Linked DNA regions of Mus musculus: all the other regions are linked to region 3. Evidence: chromatin contacts called from public HiChIP or PLAC-seq data. All regions are on one chromosome and are shown on one strand. Each heading gives the region's core, a stretch centred on a gene start, on an enhancer-like site or on the middle of the called end of the contact. The rest is flanking DNA. Distances are from core to core; before and after follow the strand shown. Region 1 overlaps Cep95 (centrosomal protein 95). Region 2 overlaps Map3k3 (mitogen-activated protein kinase kinase kinase 3). Region 3 overlaps Ern1 (endoplasmic reticulum (ER) to nucleus signalling 1).

Region 1 (4,616 bases), core at 1,712-4,211, 400 kb after region 3:
ATGAGAACCCGGGAAGAAATGGTATGTATACCTTTCTGTCTGTCTAGCTCTGCTAAGGGGAACTTATGTTTGGAACCAGTTTCTTTGTCTATAAATCTTACCTCAATTTGGATCCAAAATCCAAATCTACGTCCCATATGCAGTCAGGACTTGTGCTTGATGGTGATTCACTGCCCGGCCGTGGATTCCCGTCTCCTCTGTCTTCATGGCCCTCCTCCTAAGATGCAGCCACAAGTTGCTCGACCTCCTTCACATGCTCTGCAGTACAGCTGCTCTAAGGGTTTGAGAGCACACTGCAGACAACAGAAATTAAGGCATGCTTGCGTGATGCAGCACATGCAAAGAATTACCATGCTGTGAGTTGTTCCCACAAGATGCACTGATGGTCGAAGCCTAACCAAAGTGTGAGGACCCCCAAGTTACTGGTAACATGCACAGATGCTTCAGAAATCTTTCCTGAAGGCAGAGAGCACTGGTACATGAGAGGGTGCTGAGCACCAGTAGGAAGGCACAAATGAAAATCACAGCAGACACCACTCACACCCACAGGGATGGCTAAAACAGAAATTGTGAGGACGTGGGGAAGACAGAACTCATGCAGGGCCGGTGGGCTTGTGGGGAGGTGTGATTGCTTTTGTAAATCTGGCAGTTCTTTGGAAGGTTACTGGAATGCTGGGTAGGGTTAGAATTTTTGGATGGGTAAGTGTGTGGTGTGTGTGTACCCACATAGCAACCAAAACAACTAAAAAGGACCCATGCCTCTCAGTTTAAGAATTTGTGAATCAAATTTATATTCACACAGTAGAATGACAAAAAGTGACAGCTCTGTCTGTAGGGGATCTGACCTTCGAAGCGTGTCAGGTTAAGGCTGTGTTCAGAACAGGAAGGGAGGACAGCAGTGCTGACGAGCATAGGTTTCATGTCTGGGATAGTCACACAATTCTGAGTCTACAATGTATGTATATTTCATGTATGTGAATAACGAGGAAAGCTATTATTTGAAAAGCCTTTGTGAAATGCAGTATAACTTATGATTAAATAACCAACAGATCTTTAAGAAACTGTTTGAAGAAGGTTTACAAATTCAGAAACAAAGACTACGAGACCTAAGAAACTACGCCAAAGAGAAACGCAACGAAGAAAAGAGACAGCACCAGAATGAGCTGGACTCGATGGAGAACCACTATAAGGACCAGGTGGGCTTGATGCCAAGCACCTGTCAGCTTGGCTTAGGTCATGGCTGGCTACTATGCAATCAGCACAGCTTTGCAGCAGTGATTGTTTCTAAGGCAAATTTAAGACAGTATTTAAAACAGTATCCCGTGTATGTTGTCCTATTTCCATTTTGATTTAAGATGGAGTATAAGAATAATTGCATTGTGATGGAATATTTGTCTTTTCTTCCCCACAGTTTTCATTGCTAGCAGAAGCCATCTCACAGGAACGTCAAGAACTCAAAGTGAGACAGAAATTCCAGGCTCAGGTAATAATGGACAGGACAGGAATTAGGAGGGAAACAGAAAATGTTATTGTAACTTCAAAAGAACAGAGAGAATACAAAGAGAATGCATCTCTGCTTCCAAGTACCTGATGGGCTGATGTTAGCAGCTCTGGTCTTGGAAGGGAGCCAACAAATCACAGCTCTCTGGAGGAACCGGCTGGGAGCGGGCAGATGGGGGGCTCGGGGCTGAGAATAGAGGGGCCTGGACTAAGAGTCACAAGCTTCAGACTGACTTAGTTCTCTTTCAGACATTACATAAGGTGAAGAGGGAGCTGAGAGCTAAAATGGAGAAGGAGATTCAGCAACTGCAGCACATGATAACGCAGAACGACGATGATGCTTTCTTCCGGGAGCTAGAAGCTGAGCGCTTCAAAGCTCGGCTGCAGTTGGCTTCCTTCCAGTACAGTAAAAATCCTTTCCCAAGAGGCCAAACTTCATAGGTGAAGTTTCTAGACACCTTAATATGAACAGAGCTAGACCTGAGCCAGTAAACAGTCTAAACCAGAATATGCCTTATTTATGTATTCATGTTAAAATTTAGAATTATTTTAAATAAAAACTTTCTCTTAAAGCTTACTGCTTTTGAATTTATAACCTAAAACCTGAGAAAAGGGAATAAAGGCATTTAGCTCTGTTAAAGCTGTTAGCAAGTCCTGCCAGCCCACTTGTGAAGCATGTTGATAGAGGTCAATAAAAGTTATTGACTGTGTATGAACTCCAGGACCTAACAGCATCAAACAGGCTGTGGATGAAGCCAATAATGGCTACTGTTTTGGAGTTCAGGAGCTATGTAGTCTTAAGTCCCTCATCTACCATTTGGGAGCTGACTTCCATTTCCCTAGCTGTATCTACTTCCTGGCTAGAAGATGAGGTCATCTCTGTTCAGGATGACTGCAGGCATCCGAGTGCTGGGATTACAGACTTGCACCACTATACCTTTCAGGAAGATTACCTTTTATATAGCCTTTTAACTATAACTAGACAAAGCAGTTTAGAGTGTTAACATAAAAGGGTACTACCCTCTGGTGTACTTCCATCTATCCTATAACTAGTCTCTTGACTTCATGCTACTGAAAAAGCCCGCCAGATAGGTGCTGACACGAGAGCAGCACTGGAGTGCGGCTCCCTGAAAGTCTCTGTGCCAGCAGCTCTTCACCACGGCAGTCACCTGTCAAGATGCATGAGCAAGCCATGGAGGGGTCTGTTGTCCTCCCTCATCCTTCTAGAAAAGAACTAGAGGAAGCAGCTACAGAACACTGTCAGGACCTGTCTTACACTCTGCTGTCTGCTCGTTTCCAGCTCTTCTAAGCTGTTGCAGCCTCTGCTGTACTGATTCACAGACCACACGTTATGGTGAAGAAAGAACCCACATGCATGTCTTCCCTATCTGTGTATGTAGCTGTACTCCCATCGACTGGCATTCACAGAGCCGTAACTTCTCCTTTTCATTTGCAAGACTTGACTGTTTAACACCAAGGCATGCTGGCAAAGGTTAGGCCATCTGCCGGCCACAGTGCTGCCCTCCAGACCGCAGACAGACCTGATTGTAGATTTTTTTTCTCTCAGAAGTCCCACCACCTCATGGCCCCCAACAACGATGGGAAGTCTCAGCTGCCATGATAGAGAACTGCCCCGCTTCCAGCCGGCCCCACCTCAGGGCAGCCGGGTGCCAGCCTCTAAGCCTGGAGGAAAGCAGCAGTCTTTCCAACTCAAGGCTCCCCGCTATCGCCTGTGAAAAGCCAAACATGGTTTTCAAAACAAGTAAAAACTCAGTATTCTTACAAACCTCGCTGCTGTGACAGTGCAAACAGCATTCATTTTATTGCTCAGCTTCGGCATGGGCACATACATACATACGTACATAGTTAATTTTTAAAAACCATTTATACAGATGTTATTGATAAAGCTCATGTAACAAATGAGTGAAATTACAAAGAATATCAAGGCTAAAACATTCTGTAATAAATACAATGGAAATGATAAAACTTTGCTTTTAAAGTCAGTTTAGAGAAAAGGAGAATATTACATAAAGTGAACTAATTACATCTAGAATCAGCAACTCAGCATTTGGTACAATCATCATCCTAGTGTGAGAACATTAACCACCACACGTGGCCCCGACCGTAAGCTGCAGCTGAAGGGCGAGGCTGTGCTGCTGACCCTGCAGGCACTGGAAGCGGCTAACACCCACCAGTGCCATCTGTCCGATGCACTGCAAGCTCAGGGCAGATTTAGTGTTGTCTAGGAAAGCAAATTATAGTGGATTTAGGAGAAGAGAAATTTGTGCTCTGGCCTGTAAATGTGAGTGGGGTGGGGAGAGCACTGTAAAATACAGAGCAACAAACTGCAAAACAAATGTACAGGATACACAGCACTGCTTTAAAACTTTGTGCCAGAAAATAGTGGCCTCTTACTGCATGTGAGCACAGGGAACCATTGGTCAGAATGAAGCTTTCCTGATGGAACAGAGCGCCTGGAGGCAGGCGACGTGGGGACAGATAAATATTCACATTAAACACAAGGCAAGTCCAGGTTCTGTGACACTGGGGATTTTTGTTTGCTTAGCACCTATTTGGAAGTAATCAGGTAATGTAATTTTGAAATCGAAATCTAAACCATGTTTTTGATGTCTGTGCTATTGAAGACCGTTACATAGGGCAGTTTCCTCTAAAGCTCTGTCAAGTCACTGTAATAAAGTTAAAAGGCACTCAGAAAGCAGTGGGATTTGCCTGTGTTACACTGCATGGAAAACCACTGAAAGCAGCGTCTCCTTAGCACTGCATCCCTGTCCTCTGAGACAGGGTCTCAAGGAAGCCTCAATCCACTGTGTAGGTGAGACTGGCCTTGGCATGCTGACGCTTCTGCCTCTGCCTCCCCAGTGACAGGATCACGGGTGTCGGCCACCAGGCTGAGTTACACTTCCTGTCAAGTGCTCCTCATGGCCCTGTGCCAAGCTCAGCAAAATCTGCTATTCTTCTTTCACATCCATGTTTAAAAATAATAGTGCATTGTTCTGATGGTTGAATTTTAAAATCCAATGTGATTTTTTTTTAAATGGTTGCAACCCCTCACCCCAGAATTTTTGTTACCTTCTAGATCACAGGATGGGCCACAC
Region 2 (4,632 bases), core at 1,175-3,674, 310 kb before region 3:
GCTGTGTTTTGTGTACCCCAGAAATCACACGGTACTGGGAAATAGCTGGGAATGAGAGAGGGAAGGATGAAAAGGAAGGTGGGCATGGGTCAGTGCTTACAACCCTGGCATTCAGGGATCACTGTTTTATGCCAGCCTGATCTGTATAGTGAGACCTTGTCTTAGAAAAAAAAAATGAGGGCTGGGAGTGAGAAAAATGAGAGGGAGGATTTGAGAGAAATGATAGCTGGACTTGGCTGTGTATCATGATGTGGTATAGAAAGTGAGAGAGAACCTTCCACATCTGCAGTTTTGAAAAACCTAAAAATTCTGTAAAACTAAAATTTTTAGGGTGTTTTTGTTGCTGTTATTTAAATTTTATTTATTAATATGTGTATGGGTATTTTAACCATGTGTCTGTGTACCATGAACATGACTGATGGTTGTGAGTTACCATGTGGGTACTGGGAACTAAACCCAGGTCCTCTGGAAGAGCGGGTAGTGCTCTGTCACAGTTTGTTTTTTATTTGCAGAATTCTGTACTAACAAACCATATTCTGTATTAACAAATAAACCTCGAATCTCTGTGCTTAATCTGGTGAGTCCAGTATGAGGGGTAGGATAGATTTCTCCATAATCACTATACTCATGTTGAAACATCATGAAACTCCCTTGAAACATCCAGCTGCCAGAACTCAGTTCTGTCCCAGCTGTTGATCAAAACCACATACAGCTAACTCCTGGAAATAGTGTGAGGGTGTTCTTTCTGCCTTGGCTGGGTGGCTTCTGTAGCTGCTGCCCTCAGTGAGGAAGAAGCAGCATATGGTATACAGCGTACACACCATGCTACCTTTCTAAGTCCTAAATGTGCAGTCCAGACAATTTTGCTTCCAAGTATTTTGGCTAAAAGATAGTGGAGTTTTTGTAATCATTTATTGAGAATTTATATGTCAGATATCATTTGGATCTCATTATGTGATTATATAATTTAAATTTTTGGAAAGTCTATCCAGTAAAGTATGATCACCAGTCTCACTTTACAAATGAGAAAATTGAGTCACGAGAGATTTAAACGACAAGAGCAAGATTGTACAGCCAAGAAACTGTAGAATCAGAACTTAAAGAAGGTAGTTTGATTCCTATGTTGACATTGAAAAAAAGTTTATGTGTTTGAGTATTTTGCCTAAATGTTTGTATGTGTAATATGCACATATCTGGTGACCAAAAAGGTCAGAAGAGGGCATCAGCTCCCCTGGAGTTGGAGTTATAGATAGTTGTGGGCCACTTCGTGGGTGCTAGGAACCAAGTCCCACCCTTCTGCAAGAGCAGCAGTGGCTTTTAGCCTCCAAGCTATCTCTTCAGTCCCCAATACTATCTTAATTTTTTTTTGTTTTTATTAGTGAACTTTATTTAAAATTTTAAATGCAGTCCTTTCCTTTCTTTTCTTTTCTTTTCTTTTCTTTTCTTTTCTTTTCTTTTCTTTTCTTTTCTTTTCTTTTCTTTTCTTGGATATTTTCTTTATTTACATTTCAAATGTTATCCCCTTTCCCGGTTTCCCCTCTGGAAATCCTCTATCCCATCCCTCCTCCCCCTGCTTCTATGAGAGTGTTCCCCTCCCCCATCACACCTACCCATTCCTGCCTCCCTGCTCTGACATTCTCCAACACTATCTTAATTATTAATTTTTTTTTAATTTTTAAAAAGATTTATTTATTTATTATATGTAAGTACACTGTAGGTGTCTTCAGACACACCAGAAGAGGACATCAGATCTCATTATGGGTGGTTGTGAGCCACCATGTGGTTGCTGGAATTTGAACTCAGGACCTTCAGAAGAGCAGTCAGTGCTCTTAACCACTGAGCCATCTCTCTAGCCCATTATGTAACCCTGGCTGTCCTGGAATTCACTATGTAGATCAGTCTAGCCTTGAACTCATAGAGATCCCTCTGCCTCTGCCTCTGCCTCCTGCCTCCTCCTGCCTCCTGGGTTCTGAGACTAAAAGTGGCTACTTCTTCTAATGGACAGGGCACATGGAGGAGAGGGGAGGGGAGGGGGAGGGAGAGGGAGAGGAGAGAATGTGCCTCTGTGTGTGTGTGTGTGTGTGTGTGTGTGTGTGTGTGTGTGTCCGTCCGGGTCTGTCTGTCCATCTGTTTGTGTGCCCGTGTCTGTACATCTATGGAGGTCAGAGAGTTGGTTCTCTCCTACCATGTGAATGCAATGGTTCTTAGACTTGGCAATGAGTGCCTCTCTTCTCTGGGTTCTCTCTCTGTCTCCAGCGCTGCCTTCATCTCTGATTCAAGTCCATGTCAAACAGACGAAGTTTTGCTTCATCTTAGATTGGGGTGTGCCAAGGGATGTGAGAACTCTCTGTTAAGAGGTTGACTAAAGAGAAGGAAGGTATTGAGAGGAGCGAAAAGCCAGAAGTCGAAACGTGTTGGGGGAAGGGTGAGAGAGGCCATGAAAGAGGAACCAACCAAGGAGCAGAAGTGGTTAGAATGCTGTTAAGTTCTTTAGGCTAGAACTAAGTCTTATAAATCAGAGGAGACTAGGTTTAAACTAAGTCAAGGAGAATAGTGTGGGAGTTGAACATTAGTTGTCTTAATCTGAACTTACTTGTGGCTGACAGGAGAAACTCAGATTTGGGAATTAGCCAGATTAGTTTATCTGGGCAAAGGATGATATCTGTTGAAATCTGCATTCTGTTTTGTCATAGCATCAGAAAAGGCATCTTTTTATATACTGTTTTACTAGTCATGGACTTGCTTAGACTTGGTAGGAGTGATTTGGAGCTTGAAGTTCAATTCCCCTTTGCACTAATCTAATGTAGAACAATGCTTGAGTTATGGCCACCCTGGAATAGACTAGCTCCTTCAGTTCAGTAAAGGGTCTGAGGAAGGTTTTTATAGGTGTATCTAATTACAGTGTTGGTCTAGTTGAAGAATGAGTACTTGTACTATGCTTTAAGCCATAATTGTAAGAAATTTTAATTATATTTTAGTTTGTTCTTTGTGTATATATATGCCAGCTTATGTGCACTGAAATCAGAGGGCAACTTTTGAAAGTTGTTCTTTTTCTTCACCATTTGGGTCTTGGGATAGATCTCAGGTTTGGCTGCATTAGCTGAGCCATCTCACGGGTTCCTGAATCATCTGTCTGGCTCTGATATTTTCTTTTATTCTAGTTTAGTGATTCTTAAGCTATGGCCTAGAGACCCTGTAGGATCCTCCTTTGGTCCTTTGAAAGACACTGGGAGTATATGGAGTTAAAACTGTTTTCATAATGATTCTGTGATGTTATGCCCTGTTTACCTTCGTCCTCACAAGGATATATAGGGACTTTCCAGAGGCTTCATGATGTAGGTTATTACAATAGATTGAATGTAGAAACAGGCATGAAAATTCTGCCATTTTAGGCCATGCATTAAAGAGATCTGCATTCAGTCACTATGTTTTGAAATATTAATATTTTACATTAAAAGTAAGTAAAAGTAATATAATTTTACATTAAAAGTAATATTACATTTTACATTAAAAGTAATTAAGTGATCTTAATTACTATTAGTATACAAAGTATAAGTTTTTAACATATATGAAATCTCTTTGAGAGCTGCAGTAGTTTTTAAGGTATGTATTAGAACCAGTATTCCATTTCAAGGAATGGGAAGGAGTTCTAGCTTTATAATCTCCTGGGAAAAGAAAGTCCTTTCTGCATCCTTCCCTCCTTACAAACTCCTTTCCTTTTCTTCTGTGTTGTTTCACTTTGTGTGTTCTTCATCTTTAGATGCCCAAAGCCCTCTTTCTTCCCAGCTACAGTCTATTAATTTGTCTTTTTCAGAATAATTCATTAATTGATGTGAACTGTTTTTCTCTTTTACCTGTTATTTACTGATTTCCTGACAATATTATTTTTAAAACGCTATGGCTGGTTTTTTTCTTCTCTGATATCTCTTTGCTTTTCCTGTCAGGAAAATCTGAAAAGATTCCCTCAAGGTGTTTGCAATTAACTGGGACTACATAAGTCTACACCACCACACCCAATTTAATTTTTTAAAGATTTATTTATTATATTTATAAATACACTTAGCTGTCTTCAGACTCATCAGAAGTGGGTCTCGGATCCCATTACAGATGGTTGTGAGCCACTGTGTGGTTGCTGGGAGTTGAACTCAGGACCTCTGGAAGAGCTCTTAACCACTGAGCCATCTCTCCAGCTACCCCAATTTACTTTTTATTTCTGACATTTACACTTGGTTTTGTTCTTATGTCCATCCATCCATTTAACAAACATTACTAATCACACATATAATGTGCCATTCCGTTGTTTGGCACAGAGGTACAGAAACTGGATAAGCAGTCCTTGCCTTTCCAAAATTTATAGGCTATCTGGATAGTCACATTGGATTAAATTAAGTAAGAACAATATCTAAGGTTATTTGTTTAGTTTCCTAGTTTACTGGGGTAATCTTGGGAGGATTGTGGGAAGTGAATAATAGAACTAACAGCAGCAGCTATAGAAGCAAAAACCACTTATTACATGTTTACTTCATGTCAGATATTTTCCTAATATTATCTCATGTAGTTCTCATTGCAGCTCTGCAAGATATATTTAGCCCCATTCTGCAGTTGTAAACACTGAGACATAGAAATGATAAG
Region 3 (4,566 bases), core at 1,735-4,234:
GAGGCATGCTTTGCTCTACAAAGGGGCATGCATGCTTTTCTCACATGTGGCTGCCTATGTCAGAATTCTGCGTCAGACTTGGTATCTGAATGTAAGCAACCATGGGTTACCGATGACAACCAACAAAAATGATCAACAGCCAGGAAAATGAAGCTGTCCTTCCATGGGCCACTCTGCATTACAGTGTTCTGTCTACCTCATTCCCTGATGTCCTACTGTGAGAGGACATGTCTGTAAGGCCTACCAATAGACTGCTGGAGATGTCACTGAGTTTCCTTATAAACAGGCTCCCACTGAAGAAGGATGTTCAATAATATCCCACTGTACACGCAGGACCTATCTCTGCTGGTACAGGGCCAGCTTACTGCATTGGGTCACCTTCATGACTATTTGACAAAGCACTAGGGGATGTTGAACACCAGGTCAGGGTCACTGCTGGGGGCAAAAAACAGAACAAACCCCACCTTCTGATTTAATTAGATCCACTTTATTTTCAAGATGAATGTGAAGGTAGACTATCTTGCAGTCTTCCACAAGAACCACAGGGCCTATCTTGACATTAACAGGTATAAACAGTGGCCCTGGTCTATGAGAAGATTGTTATGTATTCCCACTGCCTTATTTTAAGCTGAGCAGTTACAGAGTTCCTCAAAGGGGACCTCAGAATTGTGAGACCCTTACTTAGCTACCCTCTTAGAAGTTTGTTAGGCTTCCTAGTTGTCTTACTCTGACCATTTAAAGGGATTTTAAAGGGATCTCATTTTCCAGTTCTGCCACGGAGACTCCTCTGGCACATTTTCAGTACCTTCATACACATTTCCTTTGTGCTACTTCTTAACCACTGCCAGGCAGTTTATGGACCCTTCATTGGTACATAAAACCGAGTAGCCGTATAATTCTAATGAGCCCTTGCTAGTTAGTGATAACACTATACTATGGCTGTTGCTGTACTTCTATAGCAATGTGTGAAGAGTGAATGTATTAGTCAGTGTTCTCTAAAGATTTAATACACACACACACACACACACACACACACACACACACAGCTATGAAGAAGTAAAAGGCACAAAGAACAGGATCTTTCAAATGGCCTGCCAATAGACTGATCGGAGCTCCAGCACACCCAGTTCCCCTGCAGCACTCTCTTAGGTATTCATATACTGGTCCAGACCCATTGCCTGGCAGGTCCTGCTGCCTTCTGTGCCCACACATACTCTTTTCTCTACCCACATCTACCTAGTCTGCTGGGACTCAGACCACCTCTCACGTTTAGGCTAGGTCATCAGAATTGGTGTGTATTGTTAGTATATATAGGGCACAGGAAGGAAAGATCTGATTTAAGAAAATCCATCCTGCTCTAGTTACTTGGGATATTTGCCAGGGACCCAATCACCCTCACTTCTGCCTTTGTTTGCAATACTCACTGCCTTGGGGTATAATCTCAACCTCTTATCTTTGTAACCAGGCCTTTAATTCACTCCCAGGGTCAAGGATAGTAAGGGCAACAACAATGGGAAGAAGAAAAAAAGATAAGGCCAGGGTGCATCCCAGAGTCAAAGCATGCTTGGCACGCTTAAGGCCCTGGTCTCTGCCTTAGCAAATGGGAGGGAGGAGAGAAGCCAAGTATGTGGGAAACAGGGACTGAATGAATTGGGGGTCACCTGAGTAACATAGTGACATTCTGTCTCCAACAATATGAAACAAACCAAAAAAATCAGACCGAGAAAAAGAAACTCCCCAAGAGCCTTTCTGTGAGGGCCCAGGAACAGCGCAGACTCTTCATGGTTGTTGATTCTGGTTTCTCCTCAGATTGCTAAGTATTTTGCCTTTATTTCCACAACTGTCACTCATCATAGGTCTTAAACTTGTCCTGCCCAGCCTCTTATCCACACTGATTCCTATTCCAAATGACAAGTCCCAGTATTCTTATAGAGTGGAAATAACAAGGGTACCCACCTCACATGGTCACTGTGAGGAACAGGGAGCAGACATTGCCTGAAATTTACACCAAATGTTTCAATCTTGGAGAGAAACTGGTTTTTTTGAGACCTGATTAAGCAACCTGGAACTCCTTGAAAATAAAAATATTCCCAGGCCTAAACCATCTTGACATGGACAGAGCACACAATGCATTCACAATGAAGAGCAGCAGTAAACCAGCAGGGCTGGCTTTTGCCCACCAGGGGGCAGTATGTTACCACCTAGCAAGAAGCAGCTCTTACCTATGAGAAGCCAGTAATTCCTCAAGTAGTTCAGCTTGCTCTTCCCTTTGAGTCCAGGGTCAAACTTGAGGTCTGTGCTGGGAGTGATCACACACTCTCCTTTGTCTCCAATGGTGACGCCATCTGTCTGGGGGCCTTCCAGCAAAGGAAGAGTGCTGCCTCGAGGCTGTGGAGATGGGATGCGGTGAGCTGCAGGGCTGGCAGGAGAGGTTTCCCAAGGTCCTAAAGGTTTCCCTAAAGGGACAGTTGTGGCTCACGCAGCTCAACAATCATCATCCATCAAAGCATGACACAAAGATCCTGGGACTGGGCAAGGGACACTCTACTGACATCTTTTCAGATTGTTTGCTTAAGACAGAACTCAAGCAGCCCAGGCTGTTCTTGAACTCTAGACTCTCCTGTTTGCATCTCGCAAGTGCTGGGATTACAGGCATCAACTATCATGTCTGGTCCTGCCATGTCAGGTTTGCATGTTTGGGTACCGAGAACCAGGAAGAACATGCATGATAGAACTCCGAGAAGCTACTATCAGAAATTCTATGAAACCATGTAAGAATCTATATGGTCACAGATGACGCAACTGACAGTGTGGAATAAACTGCTGAGTTGTTAGACACTGATGAGTTGATAGAGTCAGGAGTGGCCTCACTGCTGCAGCAGCCAACCAACTCACCAGGCAGCCAGTATACAACCAGCCAGTCCAGGCACAAGCACATCAGGAGTGTAATGTCCCAGTCACTCGGTGAGAGTGCTCAAAGCAGGCTGGAGAAGCCTGAGGAGGCATGGAGCACTCACAAAAGGATTGAGCAGGGGAAAGGAAGTGAGAGACCAGCAACTGAAGCTCAGAAGAAAGAATAGGGAAGTTTGGGTGATCATGGGAAGCATGTGCTTCTCTGGACCATGCAACCCTGAAAACTAGCAGAGTGGTAGGTAGGCAGGGTGGGACTGGCTGGAAGAAAGCCTGACGGTTAGATCTGAACACAAAGCCATAGGGAGTGAGTCTTTCCTGGCTTCAGGGAGCTGCTTCTGTCAGCATCTGCTTTCAGCAGGATGTGGATTTATAGAAGCCGCTCATGATTCACTCAGCTCTGCACTTCCCCTTCCTAACCAGACGTTTACACAAAACTCAATGTCACTTTTTGCTAGAACAAAAGCAGTCAAGAAACTGCATCTTTAGGTCCCACACTCGACTCACCACGACAGCAACCCCCTCATGCACCATTGAGGGAGAGGCATAGAGGCTGGTGGAATACTTCCCAACATACAGAGTAGGCCTGAGGAAAAAAACCAGAAACATACATCTTAAGTCATTTTATGTCCAAACCCCATACACTGTGGCTTTTAGGATATCAGAAGCATAGACACAAGTGTCAACTGCCACACATGAGCCATGAAACTCTCACAAGGAAACCAGCAAGGTGGCAGGGGTACTGTAGAGTGACAGGGCAGTAGGTCTTCAGGCCCCAGATTTGCCTATCACCTACAGAATGGGAAGCCTCTTTCCCTGCCTGCAAATGGCAGGACTGGACTAGACTGGACTAGACCAGTGCAGCCGAGGAAAGGGCTGCACTGATGACTAGCAGGAGACTCAGCACTTAGCACCTGCTGCCAGTTTCTCAGGTGAGCGAGCCAGCACTCTTTCAGAAGCACTACACTCAGCACTACCATGCTGCTGTGGGCTTTATGAGGACTTCAGGGCTCAGCAAAGGAACAGGTGCTCCATTCCAGATGCTGAGAGCAAAAGGAATGTATCTTGTACAGGGCAGTGCACACCTGTAATCCCAGGACACATAGCACACTGGAGGCCAGCCTAGGCTCACGAGACCCTGCCTCAAATAAAGAAAACAAACAAAGCAAAAAGCAAAATGAGAAAAAAAGAAAGAAACTCCAATCCAAACTGAATGATATTTCTTGGTAATGTGCTCCCACCTGAGATATCACAGAGGGCTGTCTAGTACCAGCATGAAAACAGCGGGAGCTATACCTACAGAGCTACAGTAATTACTACTGTCAAGAGCCTTGGATCAGTCATCTATGAAATTATCCAAAGTTCTTTCTACAAATACCTTCTACCTAAATGGTGTTTCACTATAGACAACAGTTTCACAATATGATTATATTTCAGCTTCTCCACAAATCTATGGAGTAGGAAGATTGAGGCCTAGCTTTTAACAGGTAGAAATGAAGGATACAGCCTGCTGAGTTTTGGTCACATACACTGTGATACTTTTTTTTTCTGATTTTTAAAATGAATATGACATGTATTAAAAATTTTAAATATATAGTCTTGTAATACAGTCTCCCCTCATATTTTGTAGTCAATGTTCAAGAAGTCCAGGTAGGT

Evidence for each region. HiChIP or PLAC-seq counts read pairs in DNA pulled down with a chosen protein or histone mark.
Region 1: an H3K27ac HiChIP or PLAC-seq map of microglia shows a contact between it and region 3, with 6 times the contacts expected there. The contact joins two enhancer-like sites. A contact is called at or near these places in 2 of 39 promoter capture datasets (cranial neural crest and pre-B cells), 1 of 115 datasets of contacts at active chromatin or transcription factors (microglia) and 1 of 9 other capture datasets (embryonic stem cells).
Region 2: an H3K27ac HiChIP or PLAC-seq map of microglia shows a contact between it and region 3, with 4 times the contacts expected there. The contact joins two enhancer-like sites. A contact is called at or near these places in 1 of 15 datasets of contacts at CTCF or cohesin (large pre-B cells) and 1 of 115 datasets of contacts at active chromatin or transcription factors (microglia).

Annotation. Positions count from the first base shown.
Region 1 is chr11:106,816,785-106,821,400 of GRCm38.p6, forward strand. It overlaps Cep95 (centrosomal protein 95), which reads left to right. Exons shown (of 20, transcript NM_177088.3): 17 at 1-21; 18 at 1,050-1,196; 19 at 1,412-1,483; 20 at 1,750-2,077. The coding sequence ends at 1,941. Smurf2 (SMAD specific E3 ubiquitin protein ligase 2) reads right to left here. Exons shown (of 19, transcript NM_025481.3): 19 at 3,277-4,616. Among named protein-coding and RNA genes, the nearest start is that of Cep95, 30 kb to the left of the region's middle. Within about 2 kb of position 2,962, at least 78 of the 459 cell types and tissues checked have an H3K27ac peak or open chromatin away from gene starts, as enhancers often do. A contact at or near this core is called in microglia, where this site is marked.
Region 2 is chr11:106,103,962-106,108,593 of GRCm38.p6, forward strand. The region is part of intron 2 of Map3k3 (mitogen-activated protein kinase kinase kinase 3); the gene reads left to right. Among named protein-coding and RNA genes, the nearest start is that of Map3k3, 22 kb to the left of the region's middle. Within about 2 kb of position 2,425, at least 71 of the 459 cell types and tissues checked have an H3K27ac peak or open chromatin away from gene starts, as enhancers often do. A contact at or near this core is called in microglia, where this site is marked.
Region 3 is chr11:106,416,602-106,421,167 of GRCm38.p6, forward strand. It overlaps Ern1 (endoplasmic reticulum (ER) to nucleus signalling 1), which reads right to left. Exons shown (of 22, transcript NM_023913.2): 9 at 3,418-3,496; 10 at 2,223-2,388. Among named protein-coding and RNA genes, the nearest start is that of Icam2, 36 kb to the left of the region's middle. Within about 2 kb of position 2,985, at least 93 of the 459 cell types and tissues checked have an H3K27ac peak or open chromatin away from gene starts, as enhancers often do. A contact at or near this core is called in microglia, where this site is marked.